3 separate regions of the Mus musculus genome follow, and all the other regions are linked to region 1. Evidence: chromatin contacts called from public Hi-C and HiChIP or PLAC-seq data. All regions are on one chromosome and are shown on one strand. The core of a region is the stretch at or near the end of the contact, and the rest is flanking DNA. Distances in the headings are between cores, read along the strand shown.

Region 1 (4,153 bases), core at 230-2,729:
GTTTTGTTTTTCTTCATGCTGACATGACAATTGGAAAACATTTTGTTTTCTTCCTATCTAGAGTATATGTTTCCATTATAAATATACAAAATAAGACAATTTTGCTGGTAAAAAATAAATAAATCATAAATATGGAAAATATGGAATCAGCTTCAAGTTTGTACATAGCATAGCACCGAGTCTCCATAGTATGTCATGTTGTACGCTTAATCTCCAAGCTAATCTATTAGTACTTCAACGGCATTATCCCAAACAAGGAAACATGGTTTTCTTCATGCTGGAGGCAAGGCCAGGCCTTGTCCAGCTCTGTTGAGCAATATCCTCAACCAAAAAAAAAGGGGGGGGGAGAGGGGAATTTAAAAATAAATATCTAAATCCTGAAGGAACTATTAACTGAAACAGGAAAAAATAAGCAAAAGGAAAACTTAGGTAAGTTGCTTAGCATCCTGATGTCTATACCTCTGTAGAATCCATTTGGATTCTATGTTCAGATAAATTGAGAGATGAGACTGAATATGGTGGAAGGTAGTCACATAACTTTGAGTTTTAAAACATTTTTTTTCAGATTTATTTGTTCTTATTGTATGTGTATGAGTGTATGAATGTTTTACTTCCATGTATGTATGTGGACTACATGGTAGAGTTCAGAAGAGGGCATCAGAGCCCCTGGAACAATGGTTGTCAGCCACCAAGTAGATGCTGGAAACCAAACCCAAGTCCTCTGCCATAGCCACAAGTGGTCTTAACTGCTGAGCCATCACTTCAACCCAAACAGACAACGACAGACCACCAAGACATTAAAGGTTTTAAATTCTTCAAGCTAGATAAACACAGGTCCTGAAGCAACCATACAACTTGTCCCACTGACACACGTTGAGCCCTTGAGCAAGTTGCTGCCCATATGCCAGTCCTTAAGCCCAACTTCCTTCTCTTTCGACTGCAGTGGGGTCAGTTTGACTTGGCCTTCCTTCTCTCCTCCTTTCCTCTTCCCTTCCTGAAAAGCTGTTTCTGTAAAATCAAATGAGTAAGAAGATGGCATTCCTACACCACAGTCCTCTACGAAGAAGTTAGACATCCTGTTTTGACTTGAATTTATGCCTCAGAAGCAGAAGAGGGAACGGAATCAGGGATTATGTCCAGGTTACAACATCAGCTAATTTGACGGAAAGGTAGTTACATTTATTTTTTCATCTTTGTTTACTTATTTACAATAGTTTGTGCCTTTTGTAAGGATTGTTCTGGAGACAGAGAGAAAAAGAAATGTGATCTGTTCTCAGTCTCAGGAGATTAATGCACACATACAGTTCTTAGTATACATTCATAATGGGCTCAAACACAGAAAATGAGTTCTTTTTTTTTTTTTAAGACACACATGAGATTCCAAAAATGAGACAATCTTCAGGGAATGATAGTGTGTATCCTCCACGTGATTTCCCTGAGAGAGGTCCCTGCACTTCTTCTATGGGGAAGCTGTACTGGCCAGGGCTGCTATGAGGAACCCTGACTCATGGTGACTGTGACCATAGTGATTGAAAATAGACAGGAGGGAACTTCACAGTCAGGTGACTTCTTTCTAACTACAGCAAGTTCTCAGATCCCTGGGCTGGCCCAAGATGAGAGAGCAGTTAATAAGGAGAGCTTGGCACCCTGTGCCTCTGTCTGGTTGACACCCACGGGATTGAGAAATCTGCTAGTTTGCATACTGGTACAATGCTGGAGCTTAACCCCTGGCCACTGTATGGATGACAGGTGAGAGCCAGATTGAAGGCCAAAGGGGTTGCTTTTGATCTAGGAAGGCAGTGCCAGAGTTACCTCAGGGAAATCTGCTGTGTAACCCAACGAAATCTATTAGCTGATCAATTCTGAATATATACGCCAAGGATTTTTTTTTTAAATATCAAAAACGACCCATATTGAAGAATTTGCACAAATTCCCCATTTAAGTCAGTATTAACCATGATAGAAGCAATCAGGCCTGATCCTAGAAAGAAATTAGATCTTTCAAACCTGCCTAATTCCCACTGCAGTTGCTTGAGGAAAATTGAAATGAAAGAAGGGATTTATGATTTTTTTTTAAGCTCAAAAATCCCACATACTGATTTCTGACTAAGACCAGTACTGGCCAGGGCTGGAGCCGTCCTTCACCCGCACATTACTTCACTTACAGATTAAACTGTTGTTTCCTTTTCTCTTATACTACTACAGGCGAAATACCTAGGCAAATGCACTCTGCTAAAATAACTTTACGGTTGTGACACAGTTTGACAAAGGCAAAAGAAACTACGAGTCAGGGCTCAAACCCCATCCTCGGCCAGTTCCAACTGTGGAAAAGAAAATGCTTTAAAACAGAACAGCCTTGGAATAATCCCGAAGTTTTTGAGGCAGCCTCTGCACTGTCTAGTGTCTTGAACTTTGGGTTACATAAAAGAGTTGTAATATGTATGCTCACAGCAATGTGGTCATGGTTTTGTTAAGTGTTGCTTGCAAAAGACATTCCCTTGGTTTTACTTGTGTTTGTTTTTGCATGACTTGATTTCTTTTAAAGGTTCTGTAAATGTAGCTGAAGATAGTAACTTATTGGAAGTGAATAAGTTCCCTTGAAATATCCCTTAAGTAATAATAATGGCTTCCTTGGCTATAGTCACTTGATACTTATTGCTACTACAGAAGTGATATACAGAGGATAGTCTGTCTGTCTGTCTGTGTGTGTCTGTCTGTGTGTCTGTTGAAATAAAACCATTTTTACCCAAGTTCCATATTTACTACCTGTATGCAAATTATAAATCTAATAAAGAGGTCGTACATCATTTTTATTAAACCTATGTCCTCCACAAATAGTGTTTACATAGAAGAATATAAAGTTTATTCCCTCCTGGGAAACATTTTGAAAAAATATAAGTTGTATTTTGAGACTTAATCAATTTGCCTTCTCTCTTCTGGCATTTTAATTGAAACCTCCAAAGGGTGTGCTTCCTCCTCAAAGCATCAGAAAACAACTATCAGTTGTGCAGTTATAACGTGAACTCTTAATTTTCTTTCAATGAAGCAGCAGATAGCCAGCCCGTAAATTTTCCTTATATTACTATGAGTCTGCAGTGCTATAAATTCAAAACAGTGTGCAGGTTGGTGGAAATTGAGGTCCAGGCAGCAAGGCATGTCCATAAACTTTTCTCAGGTTATTGGAACAGAGCGAATCAAAAGCGGTTCCTGGTTGTATGATATTCTCTTTTGATAGAGCAGGCTGCGTGTTGTTAGCAATCCAAGTGCAGAGGTTAGTCAGAGCAGAATGTAATTTCTAGCAATCTGACAGACCTGCGGATTGAAGCGGCAGGTTTTCCCTTCCGATTTCAGGGAATTGCTTCTTACTGTGACAAATGATTAGCTGTTATCTCTGACCGAATTTGATTTCTACAAGCAGCTGAGTCAGGTAACTTTGTGGCGTTTGAGGGGGTTTTTTACAGGAAATGAAATCGGCTCCCTAGTCATATGTGGGCCAAATGAAATCTTCCCTGTCAGAGAAAAATTGTGCTTTTGGTTAATTGGAGGCAGATTTAGCTCTGTGTGTGTGTCTGTGTGTCTGTCTGTCTGTCTGTCTGTCTCTCTCTCTCTCTCTCTCTCTGTGTGTGTGTGTGTGTATGTGTGTGTGATGCTGTGATACTGTGATGCTGAAGGCAGGCACACCAATGTGCACATTCAGATAAATGCGGGATCAGCTCATAGTTTCTCTCATAACTTTGAAAATATGGCATTCAAGCAAAATATCTACACTGTGAACAAGCCTGACACATTCTGTGCAAACTACAAGCTAACACAGTCTCATGGTATGAGAACCCTGTGCTGTGTGTGGGAACATGCTCTCCAGAGTGAACGGCAGCATTAATCAAAGCATAGTCGATGCACTCTGGGCATGGTTTGAATGAGGTATACACCATAAAGCAACTGGTTCTCACAGCAAGAAGTTTGCATAGGTTAAATTCATCCCTGACCACATCTGTGTACATATTTTGAGCAGTGGGAGATGCTAGCGATGTCCAATGGCTTCTGGATATATGACTTGGGAAATTCCAGGTTTGCTTTGTGCTTCTTATTGTTTGCTATTGACTGGGGCCTTGATGGTGTCCACAAAGTGATGAGAAAAGTCCTTTTCTCTATA
Region 2 (4,014 bases), core at 863-3,362, 140 kb before region 1:
CACTATCTTCAGCTGCTACAAGATACCACACTCAGAAATATTCCCTTGCTACCTGTATGCCATAGGAAATTCCCTTGAAATGTTATTACACAGTGTGTGGAATCATCTCTACTTCCAAAGGAAGAGCCTTGCTTCAGGCATAGCCACCAGGGCAGGGCAGAATGTCATCTGCTCTTCCCACTTAGATACACTCAATGGTTCCAGGAAGGGTCGCCAGGGAAGATATCTTGTAACTAGTAGAGCCATACACTTCTATAAAATATGATTATTAGGTTTTGATTCCAATATGAAGACATGTGTACTGCTTAGAAAGTGGGTGAACTCCCTCAAATTTGCTCATCTCCTTAAGGTAAGCTCACAAACGTGCTACCTCAGTCACTGTTCATTTGGCCAGGTCTAAGCAAATACTGGTGCTGAGAAAGCAACCATGATTGGCATGTGTAGTATCAATGGAAGCATGAGAGTTTTGCTTCACTCCTTAATGCTTGTCATTAAATAGCACTGAAAACTAGAGTATATTTCACACTTCTTAAGTGACAGGTTCCACCCAAGTCAAGTTACCATTTATTTCTTTTAACATTTTTATTATTTCTTTTATGTTTTGAGATTATAATTACATTATTTTCCCCTTTTCTTTCCTCCCTTCAAACCCATATACCCCTCCTTCTTCTTTTTCAAATTTGTGGCCCTGTTTTCATTAGTTATTGTTATATATATATGGGATATATATATATATATATATATATATATATATATATATATGTATATATATATATACATATATATATATAATTCATATCTATGTTCCTAAATATATAAATACAACATGGTCAATCTTTTATGAGTGGTCAATGTCATTTCATTTTTTTCTACCTTGAGCTTTGAATCCTGTCTCCAGCGAACTTGTAATATTGTAATTCTCTCCTCCAAGAAACACTATGTTTATGTTCTAGTCATTCCATCAGCGACTGCAGCAGGTTAGGGACACTTCATACTCAACGATTCAAGTGCAGTTTTATGGTCGATATACCTAGTCACAAGGACAAGTACCCTACCCTGCCTAGATACCTGCATCATTCACTTGACACCATGAGGTTGAATGGTAACTTCAATTTGAATTGTACTAATTAAGCATTTCCTTTCTGCTGGCCTGGAAGACATAGCCTAGATTCTTAGTAAACTTTTCTTCTACTACTGAAATCACATTCAGAGACTGTAGCTTCTTAGAAAGAAGTGTGCGATTCACTCTGAGCACATGGAAGGCAGAGTCTGACACAACTCTTAGAAATCCATACTGAACTGAAAACAAACATCAAAAGATGGTGGAGAGGACATTCAGATTTAAAAAAAACAAAACAAAACAAAAAAACTTGAAGTCTCAGGACCACAGGTAAAAACTTCCCCCTTAGGATGCTCTGGTCACCAAATTCAAACCTATTCAGAAACAAAAGTGAGATGAAAACAGGACAAAAATTCCACAGCTTTATTTAAGAAGTGATATTTGAGCTATAAAGGATTTCCTGTCATTCTTGCTTGAAGTAATTTTATAATATTCTTTTGTTCTTGGGCTAGTCTACAATCCAAACAATCATGTATGCAAATGGCTCACTAGAGCAGTGGATGACCCAACAGGATAAACATTATTGTTTACCCAGAAGCACTATATGTTCATACACAAATGGCATTAAAAGCTTGTGGTCAGATCAAAAAACCACAACTGTAATTGCTTATTTATATAGCTCACCATTACTCTGTAGTGTAAGTTTACATTTTACAAAATTTCTAAACAATGCTGTTGTTCTTAGAAGAGTGAAAAATGTATGGTTTGCCCAAATGATTAAAGACAAACAGCTTGGGTCTAAGCCTCTGGTGAGAGGCTTCAGTATGGAAATTATTTACTTTGTCCAGTCTTACAGTTCTCATTTTTAGGCCGCCCTTGAAAGTCTATGATAACAGGGCCATTCAGTGAATTTCTGCATTTTTTCTCTTCAGTTCAGGGCAGCTGGTTTCTTTCTTCTCTAAGCAGAAAGCTCAAGTATATTTATCACCCCAAGAATGACTCAAAACAAACAGGAAGTCTTCATCAGGCGGCTCCTGGGCATAGCTGATATTAGGTACCGGCAGAGAGGAAACAGAGCGACCATTCTCTGGGAGCCAGGCAGAAGGTACATGCAGATGTAGGCGATAACCAACTTAGAGATGCTTCCAACGACCACCACGTTCTCCCAAGATTAAGTGGCGTGGCAACACTCGCCAGCTTTCCGAGGCTACTAAAATTCCTCGGGAGTTTTCCTTTCCATTTCAGTTTGAAAAAAGCAGTTTGAACTGGATACCATGAGACTCAAAATCCTTGTGAACCTAAGCGCCAAAGGAAACCTGGGCGGGAGCTATTCTGGGAGATCTGGCTTTGATCTGGTTGCTAGGAAAAAGCCCGGCTTTTGTCTGCAAGTATTCTGAATGGCTCCTTCAGTCAGAATGAGGCCTGCAGGTCACTGTCTGAATTAAGTGAAGAGGACTTTTTTTTTTAACGCTAAAAATGAAGTTGTCGCTGTATGGCACAATAAAGCTGGAGAGAGCGACTGTATTGCCGTGCCATTGCAGCAGCTCTTTGCTACAACTTAAAACTCCAAGGTATACTGTGGAAATCACTGGAGCATGCTTGCAGATCAAATATATGCAAATAGCCCTCAGTGGCACATATGTTCCTAGAGACCTCCCCTACACCTTCTTTTCAAATAAAACCTGTTTTAGATTCAAAGCACACTCTATTTTTATTAATGCAAACTTTCACTATCAAACAATTTTTTAACTTTATAAATAAATAGGGAAGCCAACCACTCACACCTAACTTTCCCCAACCAACCAAACTGGGAGAAATGGGCAGCTAACTCCTAGTACCAGTTCAAAGGTATTAGGCAATCCACTGGGGAGAGAGTCCCACCTCCCCCCCCCCCCCATCTGTTGACTAATCTTGTTTAGAATAAGGCCAGTACCTTTGTGTAAGGACTTTACAGCCAGTATCTAATCTTCACAGATCCTGGTAAGGTAGAAAAGGGGGAAATCTTATCTCTGTTGAACAGATGAGGAGACAGAGATGCAGGGAGTGAAGAGCTCACATTTTAAGTGGCACCTTCTGTTCTGATGTAAGGAATGACGAAAGTAGGACTGGAATGTCAGCTTCGACTTGCGTGCCCCTGGTCCCTTTGAGGACCTGCATTACTCTCCAGTGACCGTGTTAGCCCTCCATACGCTCTTGGGAAAATGTGCAGCAGCGACTGTGAAGTCAAGCCCTTGACCTCAGCACCAGTGACATCAGGTACAAACGAACTGGAGCCACTGAATGAAAACCGAAGTCGCCTCCAGCAGAACAGGACTAATCACAGCCCTTCTAAATCAGTTTGGAAAGAAGGGGCTATTTTTCACAACTTCCTTCGGTTTCATCCTCCCTCCCCTTTGTTCAAAATTTATTTTGTTCTTCTAGCAAATCCTAAAGCGTACGTAGATTCAAAAATAAGAGAGAGAGCTGAGACAGAAAAAAAATGGGCAAAGAAACATTTCATTTTAAAGAACCAAATGAGTGAGGTCAAAGTGTTCAGAAGCTGGGACCATCAGGCACATAGCAACCCTGCTATATGAAATGTTTTCACACTTGCAGTAAAAATAAGGACAGGCTAACAGTCAAAAGCATCCTTTTCCAAATAATGCCGGACATCCTCTTTTAAAGAAACTAGGTACTTTGTTTCTTAGGGGAAGCTAGAGTGGAAATTAATTCACTCACAGTGAATTCTCCCTGAGTTAAACCACCTGATAAGAGACAACTACCACTGCCCCCCCAAGGAGGCTGGGGACAGCAGTATCTATCACACAGGAACAAATCCAGCTTGAGAAAGAAGGCAGCCTGGGCTATCTTTTGGAATGCAATTACCCTGCAGATCACCAGGCAAGAAATTCAGGAAGCCCAAAACAGACCTGCCTGCCAAAAGACATTTGGACAAGAAAACAGAAATGTTTTCT
Region 3 (4,067 bases), core at 621-3,120, 180 kb before region 1:
GGCCCTGCTGAATGCACTGCATAAGAGCTGCAATTTTACATGCAGTTGTTACTGATGGGAGTTTCCTTTGGAATCCTCTCTGAGCCCTACCTTATGGAAAACTCAGATCTGCCACATAAGATTCTATTCAGGGTTGGTCTTAGCTCATATAAGAGCAAACAGGTGAGAAAAAAATGGATCAGATTTCAGCATCTTTGCCCTCCGGACTATAAGAAAACACAACTGTCATTAATGGCAGGGATAGTTGTGGATGTCAGAAAGCTGGCACAGCTGTAGAATACACACCTTGCCTTCACAAGTCCTTCAACCATTGACTCAGGACAGTTCTCAATCTCTGTGCCTACAGTTTGATTTGGCCACATGCAAGTTAAAACTGAATCTCTCAAGAGTTTAAATACTGAGTACAACTTACCACAAGAAAAAAAATTTCAAGACTTTGTATAGAACTTGATCTTAATTACCATGCATTTGAGGGAGGAAGGGGAAAAAAACACTAAGAACTAGAAGCTAGTAACTAACTGTGAGATTGAATTTATTGTCTTTCTTTGAAAAGGGCACTTACACAAAATTGATGACAACTAGAAAGGGGACAGAGTTGCATGCAAAAGACTTAGTCACCAACCCATAACAAAATACATTTGGGAACTATGAAAAAATTTGGTCAGATACAACTTTACCTTGTTTTAGTTTGACGGTTTTGTTTTCTTTGTTTTTGTTGTTTATTTTGTTTTGCTTTGTTTTGTTTCCTTTTGAGACAGCCTTGAAATTTATTCTGTAGACCAGGCTGGTCTCGAACTCAGATCCTCCTGCTTCTGTCTCCTGACTGCTGTATCAAAGAACATCACACCCAGCTGCAGGCTTGCCTTTATACAGACCCCATTTTCTCAGCTGTCAATAAAGCTCTAATACTGAAGTTATCTACTTGCTCTGGAGGGAAAAACAAAATCAGCAACTGATACATAAGCAGATAATTTTGTGATTGATATACATAGAAATCTGCTAAGATTGCAGTAGGTGCATAGAAAAAATGAAATTATCAGCACAATGATTTTCGGAGTGCTGAGGCCCCCTCTGGAATCTGTTCCTCTCTGGCTCATACTTCTCTGCGGTCCGTGGCACAGGCAGAACAACTATATCTTCTCCCTGCTGTCGTGCCCGTGCGAACCAATACACGCTATGTAAGGATGACCAATAGCCGCTAATCTTCATTGCCGGACAATTTCTTATACATAGATGGAAGAAAAATAACTTGACCTAAGAGAAATCACTTTCATAATTTTGTTCAAGGCTAAGCCCTAAAACATAGCAAATTTTACCTTGATGTTTTACATTAAAAAGCTACAGTAACATTTTTGTGATTGACCCTAATTGGAAAAAAGGGAAAAAAAAACCTCATCATTTAATTGTGCTAGTATACTGGATATCAAAACAGGAATGTATTTGGTGGTATTCAGAATGAAAATGAAAAGACAACTTCCAATTTCTCTTTAAATATTCAGAAAAGGCATTAGAGGGTTTAAACTCGTGTCTACTAGATAGAAAATGTATCTGAATATTTATTCCAGGGAGTAAAACATTCCTTCCAGTGTCATCTGAATGTTTAAAGGCTTCATCAAGTGCTTCTATAGGATGGAGTGTCTCTGTGAAGGATGCAGCAGTACCAGACAGCTCCTAACCTGGACTTGGGGGAGCCTGTGCATTTCTGGCCTGAAAGAAGCCTGAGCTAGCAGGTTTGCTTCACAATGTCTTTTTACAGCTCAGGCTTAAAGACTTCTGTTGAGAAAGATCTCTGAAAGAACCTTCAGTGTTGCCGAAATGAATCCTCAGCATGTAGAGAAAACGCATAACCAAGCAGACCTGATTGGGGGGAAACTCCCTAAAAGACCCATTTCTAAGCATTGGGACATAGTAGTCATGAGGAACTTTTTAAAAACAGGCAACATCCACTCTACGTGTAAGTTTGCTTCTGGTTTTCCCCTTTATTATTCTATTGGGATTAGAAAAAAATAAAGGTAACAGATAAGAGGGGATAACGTACTTGGAGACAGAAAATGGTCAATTAGCTTTCACACTACAATCAGGCCACTGGTTTGTTTCACTCGGACAAAGTTTTCACTCTTTAAGCATTTTGTTCCAAGATATGGGAATACTTACTATATAAAATGTCAGATTCAGAGTCTCCTATTAAAAATGCAGGCAAGCTGGCTGTTCTGTATCTATGTGTGATATGGCAATGGGTTGGAGAAGGATACATGTCCCTCAGTTTTAGAGGCCACACGTTGTCCAGCTTGCCCTTCTTCCATGTCTTCCTCTTTAAGTACTCAACCAAGTTACTAACTTGATTTATAAAGTGTGTGTGTGTGTGTGTGTGTATGTATGTGCATGTGTATGTGTGTGTGTGTGTGTGTGTGTGTGTGTGAGAGAGAGAGAGAGAGAGAGAGAGAGAGAGAGAGAGAGAGAGAGTTTATATTGGCTTAAGATATTTACAGAATTCTTAGACAACTGGTCCAGCCTCTATTTTGTACAAGATCCTTGCCCAATTTTTCTTGCTTCAACATCAACAGCTCTCCATGAAGTTGGGGAAAACTCACTAAAAGAAAAAGAAGTAGGTCGTAACAGGGAAGTGAAATCTGGCTTTAAGTAATCCGTGGTTCTTTTTCAAACAAACTGAACCACCATAGTCTCTCAATCCCAATTTTCGAGCATACAGGCTGAATCTGAAAGGATTGGTTTGCTTCCAAAACAGCTTAGAATTTCTCAACAGGCACCGTCTCTCCCAGTAGGAACAGCAGGCAGGTAAAGGAACCTGCCAATTCCCTGTGCCTCTTTGGAGTGCCTCAAAGAGAGCCTGGGGGTAAAATAGGAAACAAACAGGGAGATGGTCTACGCAGAAAGAGACCCCTGGGTGGTATCCTTCCTCTCTCCCCCTTTTACATCCTGATACCCCTCATGACTTTCCACTCATCCGGAGTTTTGAAAGAGAGACAACCTCAGAAACAATTGGCAGGTGCTTTCCAGTCATTACCTGCCTGCCATGCTAATTACAAGCCATTACCTGCCAGCAGCGTGCAGTTTTGTACAGTTTGTGAGGCATAGGGAGAGTGTACTTAACTGGAAAGATCATTTTTCTCAGACTAAAGAATGCCAGCGCTTGGCAGCCCCGTGTGAACCGATAGATGTAATGTGTACCGGGCACACACTCTAAGAGTCATCCATGAAGATGCACATACATGCATCTCACATAGAAATAGCTAGGGGGAAGTCTGTGGTTTTCTATCATTCATTACCATGTGCCCCAAATTTCATATTGCCTGATGGGAGGAGAGCAAAAAATCACATTTCACAGAATACACATGGCATCATGGTGCATTTTATAATAAGCACGGTTTGGACTGCTGTATACTTTTAAAGTTTTATAAGATATTATAATCTTAATTTCCACATGCAAAATGGGTATTACTAATACATGTAAATTATGCATGTCTCTGTTACACAGACGTCTATCAAAATTGTCATTTGTGCTTCATATAATATATAAACTGTGACTCAGTGGTTAATTAAAATTTTTAATGCTTTCTAACTTACTTTTTAAATTACTAAGGCCTCAGATCTGCTTTCACTTTTAAGATTAATTTTTTTTATCATTACTCCATCTCACTACAAAAAAAAAAACATACAATTTAACATCTTGTAATTGACTTAGCTAAATTCCCATTGTTTTACAGGCAAAGAATAAAAGTCCTAACAGGTATGATACGATACGCAATCAATTTTGCCTGAACTCTGAGGATAGTTCACAGGATTTTCCAATATGACACTTCCTTTCTGCTCAGCAGCTTGAACATAAAGACAGAACACTCTTCTGCCTGCCACACAGCAATTATACCAAGTTAGGCTTTGACACTGTTGCTACAGGCAAGTGGCCAAAGAGCATCCGCAGTCAAAATATCTAAGCGACTTAACAAGCTCCCTTTACTCTCGGAAAAGCAGCAGAAGAGAGGCATCCAACCCTTGAGAAATGTTAAAGTGAAGGAAAGAAAAGAGATTGTTTCTGTTTGTTAATGAAA

Evidence for each region. A called contact is a pair of places that touch in the nucleus more often than the background predicts. HiChIP or PLAC-seq counts read pairs in DNA pulled down with a chosen protein or histone mark.
Region 2: a contact with region 1 is called in a Hi-C map of the G1E-ER4 cell line, with 2.4 times the contacts expected there. The contact joins two enhancer-like sites. A contact is called at or near these places in 4 of 484 Hi-C or Micro-C datasets (the G1E-ER4 cell line and embryonic stem cells) and 1 of 9 other capture datasets (liver).
Region 3: a contact with region 1 is called in an H3K27ac HiChIP or PLAC-seq map of microglia, with 3 times the contacts expected there. The contact joins two enhancer-like sites. A contact is called at or near these places in 1 of 484 Hi-C or Micro-C datasets (the G1E-ER4 cell line), 1 of 115 datasets of contacts at active chromatin or transcription factors (microglia) and 1 of 9 other capture datasets (liver).

Annotation. Positions count from the first base shown.
Region 1 is chr2:45,046,882-45,051,034 of GRCm38.p6, reverse strand. All of the region lies in intron 2 of Zeb2 (zinc finger E-box binding homeobox 2), which reads left to right. Among named protein-coding and RNA genes, the nearest start is that of Mir5129, 26 kb to the right of the region's middle. Within about 2 kb of position 1,479, at least 88 of the 459 cell types and tissues checked have an H3K27ac peak or open chromatin away from gene starts, as enhancers often do. A contact at or near this core is called in the G1E-ER4 cell line and microglia, where this site is marked.
Region 2 is chr2:45,183,444-45,187,457 of GRCm38.p6, reverse strand. No RefSeq gene overlaps it. Among named protein-coding and RNA genes, the nearest start is that of Gm28643, 53 kb to the right of the region's middle. Within about 2 kb of position 2,112, at least 86 of the 459 cell types and tissues checked have an H3K27ac peak or open chromatin away from gene starts, as enhancers often do. A contact at or near this core is called in the G1E-ER4 cell line, where this site is marked.
Region 3 is chr2:45,229,559-45,233,625 of GRCm38.p6, reverse strand. No RefSeq gene overlaps it. Among named protein-coding and RNA genes, the nearest start is that of Gm28643, 99 kb to the right of the region's middle. Within about 2 kb of position 1,870, at least 13 of the 459 cell types and tissues checked have an H3K27ac peak or open chromatin away from gene starts, as enhancers often do. A contact at or near this core is called in microglia, where this site is marked.